Linked DNA regions of Mus musculus: all the other regions are linked to region 3. Evidence: chromatin contacts called from public Hi-C and promoter capture Hi-C data. All regions are on one chromosome and are shown on one strand. The core of a region is the stretch at or near the end of the contact, and the rest is flanking DNA. Distances in the headings are between cores, read along the strand shown. Region 1 holds the start of Gtf2a1 (general transcription factor II A, 1). Region 2 overlaps Tshr (thyroid stimulating hormone receptor). Region 3 holds the start of Dio2 (deiodinase, iodothyronine, type II). Region 4 holds the start of Tshr (thyroid stimulating hormone receptor). Region 5 overlaps Nrxn3 (neurexin III).

Region 1 (3,573 bases), core at 648-3,147, 850 kb before region 3:
AAAAAGAAAAAAAAAAAAAAAGAAATTAAAGGAGAGAATGGAGCTAATGTTGAAGAAATCCTAGAGTCAAGTGTGGTGGCATGCCTTTGATCCCAGCACTGGGAAAGTAGAGGCAGGCAGTTCTCTGAGTTACAGGAAAGCCAGAGAAACCCTGAGGTGAAAAAAAAATTCTCTCAAGAGAAGGTTTATGTCCAGCTTCTTAGTATGCATGGTCCCAGTCTTCGCTAATCCCCTTCCCTGAGGTCATAGGAAACAATCTGTAGTCTTTCCATGCTCTTCTAGTCTTTGATATTTCACTTATCTGGCTTCACTGGCATAGAATGACATTGTCTGATTGCTTTTTGAACATAAAATGCCCACGTCCACATTACATTTTGTCCCCATATTCCTAGGACCAGGGAAAGTGGCAGTTGTTAAATTCTGCCTACCAAACAGGAATCTGTTCCGTAAAATATTGATACAAAGGCAGAATTTGCTTGCACGTCCCAGGTCAAACTCCCGATGAATTGCACTCCAAGATACCAACAGACTCTGCCTGATCTCTTGGGACAGGCCAGGCAAGTTGATGAGTCAACGGCATGGGTTTCAGATGTGGTTAGTCACTGTGTGCTGGCCAGTGTGCAAATCACAGCACTCTGGTAACATTAAAAACAGAGCAGTAATGTATGTCAGGGAGTCAAATATGTAGTAGTTGTATCCGAGTTCCTTTTCTTTTTTCGTCATTTCTACCACCCTAAGAAGTCATCTAAAGTACTTTTGAGTTGGTAGAGGCTGACTCTTTGGGGCATTTTAGCCAAACCACCTAATAGTTTAATTTTGTACAGACAAACGGCTGGAAACACCTACAGGCGTCCCTAATTCTGTAAAGTAGACAGAGGGAGAACAAAGCTTTCCTAGCCTTTGGACTTATACACAACTTCACGAGGTCTGTCCTTTGCAAGAGGCGCGAACTTCCTCCTCATCCGACCTAAGCTCACGAATCAAAAGATGACTCCGCATTTAAAAACTGTCCCAAGCCCCAGCGCGCGGGAGCCGGAAGCCGCGCCACGTGACCCGCCGTCCCTCCGCAGCCATCCTCCGGGGAAGCCTATCGCTTCGGCGGCTACTCCCACTCCTCCGCTCCACCGGAGCGGCTGCGCGTCCACCCGACGCAGCGCTAGGTACCCTTGATCGCTGGCTTCCCTCAATACCCCAGCCTCCTCCGGAGGACGCCTCCCGGTCCAACCGGTCGCCACCACCACCGCCACGGACCGCTTCCGCCAGGGTGCGGACCACGTGATCGCGCGAGCCATAGGGGGGTGGGGAAAAGGCCGCGGCGCGCGCCTTCTTTACTCCAGGCCCGCGGCCCCGCCCACCCGGCCACCCAGCCGGGGCGGGGGGGAGGGGGGGGAAAAGAAACCTGGCGACGCCCCGGGCGCGCGTGCGCACGCGGTTCTCGCGGTGTCTCGCGCTCGGCCCCGCCCCCCGCTGCCCCCGCCCTTTCCGCCCCTCCCTCCCTCCGCCCTGTCTCTCGGCGGCGGCGGCGGCGGCGGCTCGCGCAGCTCGTTGGCTCGCTATATAAAGGGGAGAAGCAGGCGGACCGGACGGCTGGAGCTGCAGCCGGTGGCGGCAGCGGTGGCGCGGGGAGCGGTGACCGGTGTTGGTTTCCCTCCTCGGCGCCGAGTGGGGAGCGGGTGACGCCCCCTAACCCCCTAAGGGGTCGTGGCTAATTTTTTCCCCCATTTTTTCTTTTTTCTTTAGGCGATTCTCGAGGTTTTTAGCTGCGGGAGGAGTGCCCCCCTCCTCCTGCTCTCCCGCCTCTTACTCCTTCTGGATCGGTTTTGTTGAGAGATTTTTTTTTTTTTGCCCCACTCTTGGCGGGTGACTTGGGTCACCCTCCGGGTCTCAGTTGTTTTTTTTTTTTTTTCTTTTTTTTTTTTTTTTTAAATTTTTTTTTCCTTTCTTTCTATCTCGTTCCCTCTTGTTTGTGTTGTGTGTGGAAATGGCGAACTCGGCAAACACAAACACCGTGGTAAGGACGTGGTGCGGTGGCCGGCGGGGGCTGCGAAGGTTCCGGCGGCAGGCAACGGCTGGCTGGGACGGACGGACGGACGGGCGGGCGGGCGGGGGCGGGCCCGGGCGAGGCGGCGCTCCCGACCGGGTCCCCTCCGCCCTCCACCGCCGCCGCTGCCCGCCGCGGGCCTGGCCGGGCGGGGGGGACGCCGAGGACTGGCGGGAGGAGGGCGGCGGGGGCCGGGAGCGCCGCGGGGCGGGCCACGCAGGCCGTTGGGGCCCTGGCTTGCCGACCCCGGGGCGCGGACGGGCGGGCGATGGCCCCACGCGGGGACCCGGACCCGGCCAGTCCCCGAGCGAGCGGCTGCGGGTCGAGCCCCGCGTCTGGGGAAGCCTCTCGGATACCGCCGAGGCCGGGCGTGCCTTCGGGGGCTCTCCGGAGGTGGTGCTTTGGGAGAGCCTCCTTTGGGGCCGATTTTACTAATCCTCCGAAAGGAAAGAAAGAAAGAAAAAAAAAAAGACAAAAAAATTATGAAGGTTGGAAAGCACTTATCTCGGTTCCTCCCCAGTGGGTAAAATGGCGAAGGGGAAGCAAAACCCCCGCGGTATCTTCGACTAGCCTAAGCACCAGAACAAACAAAGCCTACATGAATGGCCCAAGAGTCCCCGCTTTCGCCTCGAGATTTGCCTACTTCTTCCCGTTGCTCCCTTTTTTAAAAAGGAGCAAAAAAAAATTTTTTTTTGGTTACTTGCGATCACGTAGGTTTGCAAAAAGCAGTCACATAAAAATAACCTTTTAAAAGAGTCACCAACGCAATGTGATCACTAGGCCACCCCATCTCTTGATTTCTTTTTATGACAATAAAGCACAATATTTGTTTTTTTGTTTGTTTATTTTTAAAAAAAATTTTTTTTTTTCATTTTGCCCGGTCCCAAACGCCGCAGAGCAGCCTGCGGCTGCCCGACACTATACCGTTGGCGACTCGGGTCGATCCATCATGGCTGCGGCCGCTTACCCTGCTTTTCAGTGCCTGCGCCTTGTGGTCCTCCTCCCTTTGGCTGCCCTGTTTATATAGAGCCATTGCCGCTCTCTAATATAGACTCTGCCAGGATGGGAAGGTGCTTTTCAGGCCTACGTCACCGCCTCTCCATTTAAACACCAGATCCGGCTTTAAATAGTGAGAGCTGCTGAGCGCGGGGCTGGGAGGTGCGTGCTCCCGAGGCGAGAGGAGCCGGCGTGCGGAGCTCATTTTATTTCTAGGCTCCTTTCACGCCGAGATTTCGCTCCGGAGCCGGGAGGCTGTTGTCACGGACCCGAGTGTTTTGCTGTGGCCGCTAGAGTGTACTGCCTTTGTTTGTAGTGGGAAGTAGGCCAGAATTGCAGCCTCGTTTTGTTCTTTCTCCCTTCCCTTTATAAGAGTTTCATTTTAAATCGTTTTAGATCAGATAAAATGATTTCCTCCCCCCCACCCGCCCCCTTGGAGGAGATACGGTCAACATTCTCGGCTTAAAAAAAAAATGCGTTGTACATTAAATGTTTCCGGAGGAGGACTTGAGTTTGGTGGTGTGTTCTTAATACCC
Region 2 (3,816 bases), core at 61-2,560, 780 kb before region 3:
CTAAGGCACCCGTCCTGCTGCATCATACAGAGTTTTATAAAACACATCACTCCTCACCCTGCCCACTACCCTAAACCTCTCCCTCCCGGGGCCATGTTGCCTACTACGCTCTCGTTGCCTGCCTCTCTTGGCTGGTGGCTCTTCTCTCCCTCTCCCTCTCTCTCTCCTCTCATGGTGCACATAGTCTGCTGGTCGCGTTTAGCCTGGACTCTTCCCTCTGCCTGCTTCTCCCTTATATCCATAATAAAAATCTTCATACTTAGGAGTAGCCATGTCCTCCTTTTATTTCATTTTTTTTCCCGTTCAGTACTATTATTTTAATTGGAAATTTAAAATAAGATTTATTTATTTTGTTCTATGTTTATGGGCATTTTGCCTGCATCTATGTATGTAGAGCATATGTGTGCCTTGTACCTTCATAAGTCAAGAAGCTATCAGTTCGGTGCTGACCGAGTTCTAGATAGGTACTGAGAACTGAACCTAGGTCCTAGCAACAAGTGATCGTAACTGCTGAGCCATCTCTCTACCCCTAATTTATCTTTTTACTTTGCGTAGGTATGTGCATGTGTGTATATTTGTATAAGTGTGGCTTGTGTTGGGTACATGTGTGTTTATGTGTATGGTACATATGGGTACGTGTAGCTCTGTACTCAGAGACCAGAAGAGGGCATCAGGCGGCTTCCTTTCCCTCGCGCTGCCTTGTTGCTTTGAGGCAGGGTCTCTCCCAGAATTTGGAGCTCATGCTTTTTTTTTCCCCATTTAGACTCAAAACCAGTAAGCAAGCCCCTGTGGTCCTTGTTTGATTTTGGATCTGGGACAAGGGACTGAGGTGCATTTACATATCAAAGCAGACCTGGCCTCCAGGTTCTCCCAGCATCCCTCAGTCCCTACCTGGCATACCCTGCCCCCAATTCTGAACTTTCCAGCCCAGGCGCTTGGCTGTCCTTCCCCCAGAGACTTCTCCCTATATAATCCAGACATTTTGCTCTCTCTCTTCTCTTGTCCTTCTCTCTTTGAGCTTGCCCTTTCTCTCTTTCTTTTGCCTCCCATCTCCCCCTTTCCCCATGGTGACTTCCCTGGTCCTTAGGGCCAGCTAACTTGCCCGAGAACAGCTTCCCAATAAACCTGCCTTTAATATATTCTAATCTGGTTTGAATTGGCTCACCTCCCTGGAGGAGGAGAAATAACCTATCAATCCTTTTGTCCTCGCCTCTCTCAATGCTGGGTGACAGGTCTGCATGGAACCACTCCTGGATTGTTACTGTTAGGTCTAGAAATGACAGTCTTGGTTCAGCCCACACTGGACTATAGGATTGCTGGTGAATACTTCCTCAGGAATCCGTGAAAGACTTTCTGTCTGCCAGGAAGAGTCACTCCCTTATTTCCCCTTCCTCTAGCATCTGGCTTCCTATTGACACATACCAAAACCAATGCTAATTCCCAGACTCCTCCCATTCCTATTCATTTGAACTCGGTACACACACACACACACACACACACACACACACACACACACACACACGCTTCCTGTCATGATGATAACAGACTAAACCTTTGAACTGTAAGCCAGCCCCCTATGTATATGTTTTCTTTTACAAGAGTGGCCTTCAAGGTCATTGTGTAGAAATGCTAAGAGAGGTAATGGCATCACCTCTCTTCACACCTCTTTCATTTCAGAAAAATAATAAAAAGCTACTAGCCATTGATTTGTCTTACTCACAGCAAAGTTGGTCCACTGTATACTCCTCCAAAGGCATCGTTGTCTATAGCTGTCAGGTATTTATTCTTGTTTAGGTAACTAGACAGAATAGGTGAGAGAAAGAGAGAGAGAGAGAGAGAGAGAGAGAGAGAGAGAGAGAGAGAGAGAGAGAGAGAGAGAGGGAGAGAGAGAGAGAGAGAGAGAGAGAGAGAGAGAGAGAGAGAGAGAGAGAAAATGAGTTAGACAAACTTAAGCTGTCACATAACATTAGAATAAATATCAAGATAAGATGTAACCAAGGTCACATTAATTTTGACGATACCTTGCACTCTCCTGGCTTAAGCACCGTTCCATGTGTCGGGAAGGCAAAGTTTCATTGTGACAGGAATCTTTGAAAATGAACTATGTTTCGGGTCTAATTTGCATATCCACATTTTATCAAAGCTGGCTAGATTTCCTATTTCCTGGCAATTGTTTTCTCTACCCTGACTCAGATTTTGCTTCTTAAGATTGACTATTATCCCCATCTATCTCTGAAGCTAGACTTTAACTAAGAGCTGGGGTGGAGATGGTAAGGGTGGTGGTGGGCGGTAGGGATGGTTCTTTTCTTTGAGCAGAGTTGCCAGATTTAGCAAATTAAAATGCATGATGCTACTTTAATTCAATTTACAGATAAATAGTGAATAATTTTCAAGCACAAAGTTTCCTACCAAAATTAGCTGTTGCTTATTTGAAATTCAAATTTAGTTAAACGGCATGCATTTTATCCAACAATACCAGTTCTGGCATAGGGATACTTATGTAAATAAAATTACAGTGAGCATCTTTCCTGAAAAGTGATGTGTATGTCGATCCTTTCTCTTGTACAGCACACTGGCTATTTGAAAGAAGAATATTTCTTATGCAATTTAAGTCACAATGTGTGTTTGAAATAAAATTTCCTCCCAATGAACAAAAGCACCCAAGGATTTTAAAATTGGCCCTTCCCTTCCCCATAGCTTTTTTAGAGAATAAAATTATCTAAAATGAAACGAAGTACATACATCTTTATTATAAACGACCCCAATTTACACACTTACATTGACTCGCAGCACAGTATAGGCAATTTAAACGCTAGCGAATGACTCTGGCTTGATGCAAAACAAATACAGTAAAGACCCTTGGGAGGTCTGCTTAATTATAGATAATGGCGTCGTTAGTATAGCAGCAAGCTTTGCACTACAGGATGCAAGTTCTTAAGGAAGATGACTAATAATAGTAGAGTAATTGAAGACTTTCAGTTAAAACTTTTTCTCCAGAGCCTTCATAGAGAAAGTTCCCTCTATTTAATTGGATCCAGGTGTGTGTGTGTGCTGGTGAGTGTGGGTAAGAATAGAACAGTCAACCACCAGCAGTGAAGAGTTTTATCGCCCTCCCCTCTTTTGGGCATGCTAAGGCATTAAACAGAGTTAAGTATCAGGATTACAAACAATGAGGTTTCACAAATGTGAATACAGTTTAGACTCTTTCAATTATTTTTTTTTAAATAGAGGTCAAGGACTATTCATTTAAAGTAGCACTAGTTTGCCCAATACTATTTCCTCCTGACCTTATCAGAATCTGTAATTACCTAATTGATTTTCTTACTTGAATACTGTGCCTTTTAAAATCAGAATGGAAAGCTCTATGCCCTATCCATTGCCCTACACCCACTGCTAAGTTTGGTGCTCCAGAAATACTGAGTGGAGATTAAGAGTGAGCAAACAACCAAATAAATATAAGTTTCCTTCAAGATAGTGACATTGATACACTCGGGGTTCGAGGGGGTTACATATGACTGTTTAAAGAAAAAAATTAATGATAATTGAAAGAAGACTTAGTGTATGATGTGGTGGGTTTTGGAAAATGGACCTTCCTGATGACTGTAAATGCTGAGGTAGCTCATTTACAAAGAAAGGTTCACACATGGCCTCTTTAAGTAGTGGCTGAGCACACACTTCCAGAGTGCAGTAGGTAGCTCTCTGTTATAACAAAATGATGGATACAATCAGTATAAAAGAGAAATTGATTAGTTCTGTTCACAGCCATGGAGATGAGTTGGTTCCATTGTGTCTATGATACCATGGCTCCCTATGGTA
Region 3 (3,872 bases), core at 749-3,248:
TATGTTAATTTTTCAAACATCTAAAGTCTCCTCATCTAAATAAAAATTTAGCCCATGGAGTATACACTCAAACCTCACAATTGACGATTAGGAAGGAAAGAAAGAAGGAAGGAAGGAAGGAAGGAAGGAAGGAAGGAAGGAAGGAAGGGGAGAGGAGAGGAGAGGAGAGGAGAGGAGAGGAGAAGAGAAGAGAAGAGAAGAGAAGAGAAGAGAAGAGAAGAGAAGAGAAGAGAAGAGAAGAGGAAAGAAATAAAAATATGATGGTAGAGAGCCCTTGTCTTTGGGGAGCAGCCATGCAAAAAGCTACCTCATTTTAGAATTCCAGGGCACCTCTCTACCATGTTATGTTGTATGTGAATGGCGCCCCCTAGTGTGAAGCAGAGCTGAGCCCTCTATATGCCCTAGGTATTCATTCATTCAGAACACCACTGAGCTGAACATGTCCCAACCAGGATTCTTATGTGCTCGGGAGATGGCAATGTGTAGAGAAGACAAGAGTTGTGGGTCACATAGAGCTTACTCTCTCCTTGGGACTATTTTTCAGAACCATATTACCAGCTGAACAAAATACATCCATATGCAGATTTTAGCCCATGCTCTCTACAAAGAATGACCTCTGTTTAGGCTTTACAGTCCTGTCAATACAGAGTTGGAGACCGGGGGCAAGATATAGAAGCTCAAGGGACTGACCACCTGTTTGCATCTACTGTTCAGCTCGAGCTTGACAGGAGCTCTGTGAACATAGAAAACTCAACAAATTGACTTTCAATTTCAATTTATGTTTCCACTCCAGTGTCTATAATTGTCACTACTACTCTCAGAAAAATGTCACTCCTAGAAGTGATCTGTTAGGTAAGAGAGGGAGGAAACGTAGAAGGAGGTAGGGGTGGAAACTCACTGCCAGGTTCTATCTGTTTAAATAACTGTCCTGGGAACTAAAAGGCAAGAGAGTCCACTGAGGCCCAAGGGGCACCTGGTGTTAATTCTTGGTTTGTTTCTATTCCTAACCACTTACAGCCCCTAGCCACTTACAACCCCTACCATCTATATAGCCCCTTACTACCTATATAGCCCCTAACTACCTATAGCCTTTTTACTTTCTTTTAATCTTCTCCTCCAAGCAAACTAAATGGCTCCCTAAAGCTTCTGGACTATTAAAGGCTGAATTTAAGAGATTCTCATAAATAATCAATTTCTCAGTCTCCTGGGATCTAAATGCCAATGAATGGAAATAGTATTTTATCAGTGTTGTAGGGAAATGACACTGAAAGAGTTGGTCACTCAGCAGCTCCTTCCATGGCTGGAAGGTTAGTTGTTATTGTTGTTGTTGTTGTAATATCGAAGCTTTAGTAAAACCAAAAATAATACTTGAATTCAGTTTGGGAATAATCTTTAAAGATATACCATGGTGGTCTCAAATAGTTTATAAAATTTCCAACTCAAAATTCACTTTCTATTCCCTCTGATAAGATCATTACTGAAAATATATTCATAACACCCAGGAATGAGATCGGGTGAGAAAAAAACCAATCCTGTGTAAAGGTGTAACGCCCACACGGGAGCATTAATAGCTTTATTTTTTCTTTTTAATGGAGCAGAGAGCACCCATGTTCACGCTTTCGCTTTTCTACCTGCCTGCCAGGAAGCTTTCTTGCCAAAATTCCTAAGTTAATAAAAATGATAATCAGAGGAAAGTGTTAACATATTAGTCTACAAATTACTTTTCTTTAAGTTTGGAAGCATTTCTTGAGACTTGTCAAAGGTAACATCGTTTTTTCTTTCTCTCCCTTTAAAGCACAAAGCAAAATCCTTCTGTCTCCCCCACCTCTCCTTTTAAAAAAGTTGTAGAGTTTTGCCTTTCTGCTCACTGCACTCCTGGCCAAAGTAAGCCCTCTTTCTCAATGACGTCAAGATCTTTAGCAAGATTAGGCTTTCATTTCTCTATTGCAGCAATTAGCCAGGGAATGTATAAAAGGCTTCAGGGAGACTCACTAGCTGCAGAGAGAGGCACTCTGCAGCCAGCGGAGGCAGAAGATAGCAAAGAGGGAAACGCCAGAGGGAGGGGGCAGAGGACAGCCGCTCCTGGAGAACCTGGAGAAAGGACAGGCAGAGGGAGACAGGCTGGGAGGAGGAGAACAGAAAGTATGTTTACAACGGAGTAAAGACAGAGCGAAAGAAAGAAAGAAAAAAAGAAAGAAAGAAAGAAAAAAACCCCAAACAAACCAAACAACCCCTACCCTTACAGCACAGTTAAGAAATTGGCAGTGCAAGAAGCCAGACAGCGTTTAAAGGAACATGAAAAGCTAAAAGAAAATTTTTACCATCTCTGCAGTCTCATAGGTGCCTGGAAATGAAAGTAGAACTTCCTGTCTTTAACGGACTCTGACAGGGGTAAACTGGATTAGGGACTGGCACGCCAGGGTTTTTGTTGTTGTTGTTGCTGGTGGTGGTGCCTTTTTTTTTTTTTTAAACCATCTTAAATCCTGGAAAAAAATGCATCTCGGAATTGAATGAATTGATGGGTACACTCCAACTGCTGGGCTGCAGAGCCTGAACCTGGTCTTTCCATTTCTGCTTCTTTCAAAGAAGAGACAAGTTGGGATTTCTTCTAATTTAGCTTTTCTCCCTCTCCCTCACCCCCCTCCCAACCTTCCCCTTGGTCCCCCACTTCTCTACCACCACCTTCCTTTGCAAAAAGAAGGTGACTGGGGAAGCAGAGTGCCCAGGAGACTGACCGAGGAGGCAGAGAAGATGGGACTCCTCAGCGTAGACTTGCTGATCACCCTGCAGATCCTGCCAGTCTTTTTCTCCAACTGCCTCTTCCTGGCGCTCTATGACTCGGTCATTCTGCTCAAGCACGTGGCGTTGCTTCTGAGCCGCTCCAAGTCCACTCGCGGAGAGTGGAGGCGCATGCTGACCTCAGAAGGGCTGCGCTGTGTCTGGAACAGCTTCCTCCTAGATGCCTACAAACAGGTGAGCTGCAGCCACTGAGCTTCTCCTGGGTCGCAAGGGCTAGGGGTGTGGAAGGTGTGGGGCTGCTGGCTCTGGGGAGTCCTACTTGGGGTGTCCTCTCCAGTGACTATGTTCCACGGAGTCTCAGTGCCACTTGGGACACCTGTTGCACAGGTTAGATTTGGGAGTGACAGACACGGAGCCACGGGGACTCTTGGTGACTTCAGTAGGAGTCTTTAATGAGGGCTGCTGTTACTTTGCACTGAATTGGCAGTTGAAGGGGTTTGTGCTGGTATAAAATAACTGTAGGTAAAATCAGAGTTCTGGGAGGGGGGCTTGGAACTTGCTGTATTTGTTCTGCCCTTGATATGAGCTGGTTTCTGCTGCTTTGCTTTACATGTGTGATATGTAGGAGAAGGTTTGAATAGTGTTTTCTTTCTGCTGAAATGGTCAGAGTTGGATGAGGATGATGGTGGTGGTGGTGATGATGATAATGATGATGACGATGGCTGTGACCTCACTATAGCCCCTCCATTTCTTAGGGAGTTAAGAACAAATGAAAGCAAGCTGAGCATGACCACCTACTTAGTTGGAATGTGTGGACTCCTCGTTACTAAGTGTCAGTTTGCAAAAGAAAGATCTAGGGATAGGTTGTCAGAAACCCAGACTTTGTGTGTGAGACCGAATCTACAAATAAATTCCCATACAAAGAAGTGATGGGTCTATAATGCATTCCTATGTCAGGCCTTGGACATTAGAGAGGTGACCTCCCTTACCTGGGGACAGTGTATTCCCATCAGCTTTTGAAACACTGGGGTGAGTGATTGATGCATGGATGCGAAAACTTCCGGTATTCCAGCCTTTCTGCTGCCAGGACATGTTTAGAGGAACATTTTCAAACCATATCAGTCAGGGTAAAG
Region 4 (3,809 bases), core at 420-2,919, 660 kb before region 3:
TCCTGCATATCAAAGATGGTCAAATGTCCCAAATGGGCAGTAGGGATAGCAGCTCCCCCAGTCCCCATCACAGCCCCTGCTATAATGACGGTCCCTGTGCCTCCCTGGAGAGGCAAGTAAGAAAAGATCCAGTGCTGCATTGGAACTGTCTCTCCTTCCCATCCATAAGACCACAGAAGCATTGTATCGGCAGTGTAGAGAGAGGAGATCGACTTCACTCTCACTACCATAGTACACAGGTAGATCATGCTAAGGAAGAAACACCCTCAGCATGTTAGCAACATATCAAACAGCCAGCCCAGGATGTTTAGCATCCTGATGGATGCTGCAAAGTGAGGCTAACTCAAGGATTTGCGTTATAAACCAGAGGTCTCTTCAAAAACTCTAAATGAGGATGGGGTGGAGATGGCAGAACACTGTCTTGACATGACATGGCTGTGAGCCAATAGAAGCTGTGATTGCCTGCCCATGACCTGAGTACGTTTAAACCCTTTAGCATACTGCCATAAAGTGGGTAAGGGCTCAGAAGGCCCCCACCCCTACCTGAAGATTTAACAGATGTTGATGTTTCCTTGGTTCCTTGGGAGGGAGAGACATTTTCTTTATGTGGTTTCACCACTGGTAACTGCTCAGGCTCCTATAACCCCCTCATGTATGCTCCTGTAAGCAATCTAGTTAAACCCCTTTGGGACACACACATTCAGGAGACTAGTTCAGAATAAAGGAGAGATCAGATGGAATGGGAGGGGAACCCTCCCCCTTTTTTGAAACCCTTCTTGGTTCTGACAAGTCCAAGGATTCATTTCTAATAGGCTCCCGATTATGTTTTGTTTTGTTTTGTTTTGTTTCCTTCTTATAGACAGAGTCTGTCTACATAGCCCTGGCTACCTTGGAACTCACTATGCTGACCAAGCTGGACTGGAACTCACAGAAATTCACAGAAAGTCTCTTGACTGCTGGGATTAAAGTCGAGAGCCACTATGCCGTCTCTGATCAAGCTTTTAACAATTATTTGATAAGTCAAATGGCCAAGGTAATTTCTCATCTAGGGATACTTACAGGGGAATTTGGGAAGAGAAGCAATTGTATTTTCTAAGATAAGTTTTAAAAGTTAATTCTTAAGGTTGTGTGTGTGTCTAACTATTACTTGATGTGAAACTAGAATCCAGCGGGCACTAGGAGTTGGCACAATGTAGACAGACTACTTGTAACTTTTTATTAAGCACAACTCCCAGGTATCTTGAACCAAAGTTTTATTAGGGATTCTGTCCCCCGTGTCAGCAGCATAGCTGACCTTCCCGAGCATGGGGGATTGAATTTGTACAGGGACTGACCAGATATCCGCGCACACCCCAACACACACCACGAATTTCTCGGGGGGGGGGGGTCTTGGCCTTGGCTACTCACAGAGTCTGGGTGCTGGGCGGCAGGCTGGGGATTCGGTGGAGCTCCTTGCAGGTGACTCTGAAGTCGTCCTCCTGGTGACACTCACAGGGTGGAGACGCACACTCTTTGCCCCGCAGGCTCCTGGACAGGGCGAGCAGCAGAACAAGCAGCAGCAGGGACCCTGGCCTCATTTTCCAAGGGACCCTCTGGGCTACTTCATCGTTGCGCGCTGTCGCCACATTCTCAGTGCCCTGCGTCTGACGCTGGAAGAGACCCGGGTGCAGGAGGGGAAGGGAGGGAGGAGGAGGGCTCCGAGGGGCTGTGACCTCATCGCTGGAGAGCACGCTGGAGAGGGGGAAGGAGAGGCTCTCAAGTGCTCCGCTTGCCTAGGCAACTCTCCATCCAAACAAGCCTGCTTGCGGCACTTCATCAGCCTCGCAGCGCCTTCTGTTCCGAGACACCCAACCTCGGTCCCTGTGTCGTTCCCTCCCTGTCACCTATTAGTTCTTTCTTAAGTCTAGACACGCTTTCGTCTCTCCTGGTCTCCGAACTCCTGAAGCTACATTTCCCGACTGAGCAGCCTTTAAGAGCTGTGCCGACCGGGGACCCACCCAAATGGGCTCCGTCTAATGTCTCCACGGAGGGGACTGTTGTGGGACTCTCTAGTGTCCCGTGGAACTTCGGCTTCTCCAGGTTAAAAGTCTCCGGAGCAGTCAGCACAACCCGTGACAGCTTAGAGTGCAGCTGAAGGGGGACGAGTCACTCCGGGCGAGACAATCCTCCATGCTGTCTAGCTGGAACAGCCACGGTCCAGCTTGGAGGCGCCACTAAACGTCTGGAGATGCTGCTCTCACCAAACCCAGCAGCTCCGTGAAGTCAGGCGCTGGGCTCTGGGGCCATCTGCTGTAGATAACTGGGAACTGCGCACACAGGTTCCCTTGCCTGCACGGTAACAGTCTGGTTTTACGAATCTGCTTAGAATCCTAGACACTTTTCATTCTCATCCACCCTCTCCAGAAATCCAGAATGAAGAGAACACTTAAGTGCCACCTTGCTCTTCTCACACCCACCAAGAATATTAGCTACAAATGTAAACTAGATTGTGTCAATTTTCTTCTTGGAAGTATAACTGCTTGCTCGTTCCTCTAGGAGCAAAAGGAATACTAACTCCTCACATGCCACACGGCTTCTTTTACAGGTAACTCCAGAGCAGGAGGGAAAGGTGTGGTGGTGGAAATCAGAAGAAACATGAAGAGAGAAGGCTCTAAAAATACAGGATGGAGGTTAAGGGCAGGTAAATATTAAGATTTATTGAACTGTACCTTTAAGATATACACATCCCCATGTTTATAGAAACTTTATTGTCACCCCAAAGTGTAAACAACCCCACGTGTCCTTCAAGAAAACTGTGAATGCACAAACAATATTTCATAGAAAATGAATCGAGCTCTAGTTTACATGACATGTACAAATCTAGAACACGACTGGCAAGCACAAGGAACTAAATTCACAGCATTATGTACTTATGTGTGATCATTCCTATACATGACATTATGTGGTATTTTCGGTGGAAGTAAAGCCAGGGCTGGGGATAAAGCTCAGTTGGTAGAGTGCTTGCCTACCATGTTCAAGGCTCCAAACCTAGCCAAGTGTAAACTTGGTGTGGTGGGATACTTCTGCAATCCCAGCTGTGGGAGTCAGAGGCAGGAGGATCAAGGTACTTGGCTACATAGCAACTTGTAGGCCACCATAGGCTCTATGAGGCTCCAAAGGACTGAAGTCTTGAGAAGGAGGATGACTACAAACAGACACCCAGAGACTTTTCCTGGAAAATGAGATTGTTTACAGTCTCCTCTCTGCTGCACACATAGCAACTTGTAAATGTGGAGAGCTATAGTGCTTGCATTTTGAATGTTAAGCCCATCTTAAATCCAGGGATAAACACCCTTCGACTTTTCTGAATGTATTCTTGCAGCAATACATTTCTTTACTGAAATTCTATTTGAGGGTTTTGTGTAGATGTGCCTAAGGCAAAGTGGCCTGTTGCTCTTTATCTTTTGTATATTTTGTTCTCAGTAATTGATTCTTTCATCACGGAGTGAATTGAGAGATATCTTCTCTTTTCTACATTTCTATTAGGGTTTGTATACATTGCGCTTATCTGATAGAATTACATTAAAAACACTTGAGCACTGAGTTTTCCACTACAAACTGAACTTCTAAAGATAATATTCTCTTTGAGGCAGCTTGGGTAGCTTCTAGGTTATAAAGGATTTGTTATCTGTTCCTGACTCCATTGCCATAAAGTTATTTTTTTTTACAGTGTTCTCTCTATACATGTATACAAACATGTGTAATTGGTTCTAATGTCGACTCATTCATACCCAACATTCCCATTTTTGTGTCTTCATTCTGTTCTTTCT
Region 5 (3,434 bases), core at 151-2,650, 920 kb after region 3:
TCAAATTATTTTTTTTTTAGTTTACCTCCTAATGCATATCAAACATAGGAATGTTTGGCCTCAGAATCTTCTCAGAGCCTTCATCACTTTTATTATCCAAGATCTCTGAGCTTCTGCATGTCTTGTTACAATTTGTTAACTATGGTTAGAACTTATCCAATATGGATCTCTGCCTAAAGGGATAGCTGTAGGTCACATCCCAGTTTGATTTCTGTATGCTTATGGAGGTGTTCTCATCTACATTTTCCCCAAAATTAGTGCACAAATGAAGTAGTTCTTCAGAGGCCAACAGTGTTGCCATAGCGAAATAAGGAGAAAGCAGGAATACAGCATCTTCAACCTGCCTGTGGGTGGGCAAGCAAACCTAGGTCCATGAGAGAAGGTGGCCCTGACATTATTGTATTTCTTATAAAATGTGCCACCCATGTGAGTCATGTGGACCACGTATATAATTTAATCTTCTGGGAAATTTTGTGCATAAAGCAGACAAGTCATACTATCAACTATTGAGGTTTAAAGATACATGCCTCTCAGCCAGGCAAAAAAAGAAACAAAGGCTGATTCACAATACATTCAACTCTAAATTTTGTCCTTGATTTACCTCACCCATTCCTAATGTCCCAGCATCCATTTGAACTCCATTACCAGTCAACATTGAGACCTTTATTAACACATGCTTTCATGGCTCATTTTAAAAAGAAGTATCTGAAGTGGGGGAACCTAGAAGGAGAGAAGGAAGGGAGAGGAGAGAAGGGAGGAAGAGGAGGAGGAATAGGGGAGGAAGGAAGGATAGAGGAAGGGAAGAAAATTATTTTCCAAAAGAATTGAACACCTTGCTTCCAATTTATAGCAACTTTACAATGAACAATATGTTGTCTTAGTCATTTCACTAGAGCCTCTTGACTGATAAAGTAGACAGGATATATATAACATTTATATCTAGAAATAAGTTTCATATAAAATCCAACTGGAAAATCATTAAAAATGATACTTTTTAAAGTATTTTTTGCTGCCAAAATATGTAGTATTTGTATGTAGTTAATCTGTTTTCCTCAATTAAAGGTGAAAAGTGAAGCACTAGCAGTGTGTGTGTGTGTGTGTGTGTGTGTGTGTGTGTGTGTGTGTGTGTTTGTGTGTGTTGGGAGGGTGGCAAGAAATTAGCCATAGGTCTTAAAGAAGTCAGTGAGGAGAGGTCTGAGGATATAGCTTGGAAGGGCAACAGGTCTGGCTGAGAAAGCCTTGGAATGTTCACATTAGACTATGCACAGAGCCTGTGTCTGCAGTCAGACAGAGTTAGTCCTATGCACATCAGTGTCTGGACTCAGGCCCAGAAGCTCAGCCAAGAAGGCAAACAGAAGTTGAGTAAACCTGCTGTCTTTGTTTTCGCCATTTATGTAAATAGGACTTTTCTTTTCGAGGCACCATCCTAGGATTTGGTAAATTGCTGTCAGTGTCACCTAGGGTTTACTTGTCTACTCTGAACTCACTGAACACACAGTACAGGTAGAGTGATGACTAGTCCCCACCCTGGAGATGTCAAAATTACACTGTGTCCACAAAATGGGTATATGGAAGCTCCACTCAACAGGAACTCAGAATGCTGCCATTTGGAGTTAGAGCCTGTAAAGAGATGACAAAAATACAACAAAGTTGTTGGGTGGACCTAATGTAGCTGAATGGGTCTTTAGAGAAGGAGGTTGAGGGGAAGCAATTCTGCCTGTGATGGTGCACACAGAGAAAAGACAAGATGGCAACTCAGTAGGGAAATGACCATATGTAAACCAGAGACAGCTCCCCAGAGACTAAGCCTGCTTCCATTCTGATCTTCAACCCTTAGCCTTCAGAGCTGAGCTAGAAGGAAACAAATATGGAAGGGAAGCTCATGGGTTACCTTCAGAGATGTGTGTCTCTCCAAGGCTATCCAGGGTCCCAGAGATATCTGAAATCCTGATAAATCAGCTCTAAACTACAGAATAGAATGTGGTACCTCTGAAATTTTGATATCGAGGAGTAAAGTCTCACTGCTGGATTCTATGAACTAGTAGTTAGAAACAGTCTTTTCCTCTCAGCCCTGAAGGCAATTGTTAAGCATTTCTCATCTCTTCTGCCTGTAACAGTGCAGCCCCCCTCCCCCACCTCTACCCTATCTGGTGGTGGCGGCAATAACATTAGCAGTCCTGAAAAGATTTATCCTCTGATATTATAATCTTCCCCTACCATCTTTCAAGAGCAGGCAAATCTCCAAGCCCACCACTTACCAGCAAGCACATTTTACAGACAGAAAACAATGCATGCCGAGGATAGAGGAGAAACCAATTTAATTAATTCATCACCAAGGCCAACGACGTATAAATCTTATCGTTTTATCTGTCAACCAACACTCTGAATTATTCAGTGTTCCCGATCTCAAGAAGGAAGGCAGAGAGAAAGTGGTGAGAGAGCAGCTGCACAGCGCCATAATGTGCTCAGCAGAGGAGCCCAGAGTGAGCCTAATGCTGGGCAAACTTTAGAGGCTAGGCCCTGAAAGGATCTCGTGGCAGAGTGTCATTCAAGACTCCCTGGTTCCTCTGCCACCAGTGAGGCCACTACCACATCTGCTTAGGATGGTTTGGAAAAGAATATAAAACCTGTATGGAAATGAAAATTAATGGGATGAAAACCAGTACACTGTACCTATTTCTATGCTCTGCCCAGCTAAACCACCCAGCACTTTCACAGCTGCTATTTAAATTGTGGAAACCAAGCATAAGATGGAAAAAAAAAAAAACTCAAGGTGGAGGGGTATTTTGAGTCACGGGAGAATGAAAATATGAATTTTATAAAGGACACTTAGATTTCATATGAAATGATTTGGCCCTACCTTCCTCCACAGTTTGTACAATGAAGAAGCACTTGTCTTTCACAGGGATCAACATAGTTACAGAGTCATGCCCAAGCTGAACACACCAATGTTTTATTAACTTATATTGTAGACAGACCAACGCCTGGCCCATAAACACTGTTCTCTGAGTGACTACTTGGTAGAGGGATACATGAAAAGTGGGTGGGGAACCTCAAAGAAGAGATTGAGAAAGGAGAAGAAGGATATTAGATTTCAGTTTTTAAAAGGGCTCATTCCATCTTGGAGCCCTAGCCAGAGACTATTTGTGGGTACACCAGTACCTTATTAATCTTCTCTTCCAATTTTACAAATGATCTCAGCATCACCCAGGCTGCCCTGGACTTCACACAAATCTATAGCATAATCAATAATTTAAAGATCACCTCCAAGCAAGGATAAGAGCATATGTGAAAACTCCCAGCTGTTCTGAGGATTTCTGTTTTTTTTCCAACTGCCTTTGAGAGAATCCCACCACAGGGCAGGGTGGTGGGGAAAGGGGATGGCTACTGATCAGCAGGATCTTGGAGGATTTGGGAAGTTAGGCAAAGCATTA

Evidence for each region. Promoter capture Hi-C pulls out the DNA fragments that hold promoters and counts their contacts. Hi-C and Micro-C count contacts between places; a contact is called where the count stands out from the background.
Region 1: a contact with region 3 is called in a promoter capture Hi-C map of pre-B cells. The contact joins the promoter of Gtf2a1 here to the promoter of Dio2 in region 3. A contact is called at or near these places in 4 of 39 promoter capture datasets (the C10 cell line, the HPC-7 cell line and pre-B cells) and 2 of 115 datasets of contacts at active chromatin or transcription factors (astrocytes and large pre-B cells).
Region 2: a promoter capture Hi-C map of trophoblast stem cells shows a contact between it and region 3, with 5 times the contacts expected there. The contact joins the enhancer-like site here to the promoter of Dio2 in region 3. A contact is called at or near these places in 3 of 39 promoter capture datasets (the HPC-7 cell line, hippocampal neurons and trophoblast stem cells).
Region 4: a contact with region 3 is called in a promoter capture Hi-C map of pre-B cells. The contact joins the promoter of Tshr here to the promoter of Dio2 in region 3. A contact is called at or near these places in 9 of 39 promoter capture datasets (the 3T3-L1 cell line, the C10 cell line, the HPC-7 cell line and 4 more), 1 of 484 Hi-C or Micro-C datasets (embryonic stem cells) and 7 of 115 datasets of contacts at active chromatin or transcription factors (acute myeloid leukemia, astrocytes, embryonic stem cells and 3 more).
Region 5: a Hi-C map of cerebellum shows a contact between it and region 3, with 4 times the contacts expected there. The contact joins the enhancer-like site here to the promoter of Dio2 in region 3. A contact is called at or near these places in 3 of 39 promoter capture datasets (the 3T3-L1 cell line, cranial neural crest and hippocampal neurons), 5 of 484 Hi-C or Micro-C datasets (cerebellum, cerebral cortex, myocytes and 1 more) and 1 of 115 datasets of contacts at active chromatin or transcription factors (astrocytes).

What each region holds. Positions count from the first base shown.
Region 1 is chr12:91,587,973-91,591,545 of GRCm38.p6, reverse strand. Gtf2a1 (general transcription factor II A, 1) reads left to right here and starts at 1,897. Exons shown (of 9, transcript NM_031391.2): 1 at 1,897-2,011. The coding sequence starts at 1,982.
Region 2 is chr12:91,517,250-91,521,065 of GRCm38.p6, reverse strand. It overlaps Tshr (thyroid stimulating hormone receptor), which reads right to left. Exons shown (of 10, transcript NM_011648.5): 8 at 1,721-1,798. Among named protein-coding and RNA genes, the nearest start is that of Gm40541, 18 kb to the left of the region's middle. Within about 2 kb of position 1,310, at least 4 of the 459 cell types and tissues checked have an H3K27ac peak or open chromatin away from gene starts, as enhancers often do. A contact at or near this core is called in trophoblast stem cells, where this site is marked.
Region 3 is chr12:90,737,164-90,741,035 of GRCm38.p6, reverse strand. Dio2 (deiodinase, iodothyronine, type II) reads left to right here and starts at 1,998. Exons shown (of 2, transcript NM_010050.4): 1 at 1,998-2,973. The coding sequence starts at 2,752. It overlaps Gm26512 (a long non-coding RNA gene), which reads right to left and starts at 2,829. Exons shown (of 5, transcript XR_872906.2): 1 at 2,736-2,829.
Region 4 is chr12:91,398,853-91,402,661 of GRCm38.p6, reverse strand. It overlaps Tshr (thyroid stimulating hormone receptor), which reads right to left and starts at 1,669. Exons shown (of 10, transcript NM_011648.5): 1 at 1,408-1,669. The coding sequence starts at 1,577.
Region 5 is chr12:89,816,282-89,819,715 of GRCm38.p6, reverse strand. The region is part of intron 14 of Nrxn3 (neurexin III); the gene reads right to left. Among named protein-coding and RNA genes, the nearest start is that of Gm40538, 590 kb to the left of the region's middle. Within about 2 kb of position 1,400, at least 7 of the 459 cell types and tissues checked have an H3K27ac peak or open chromatin away from gene starts, as enhancers often do. A contact at or near this core is called in cerebellum, where this site is marked.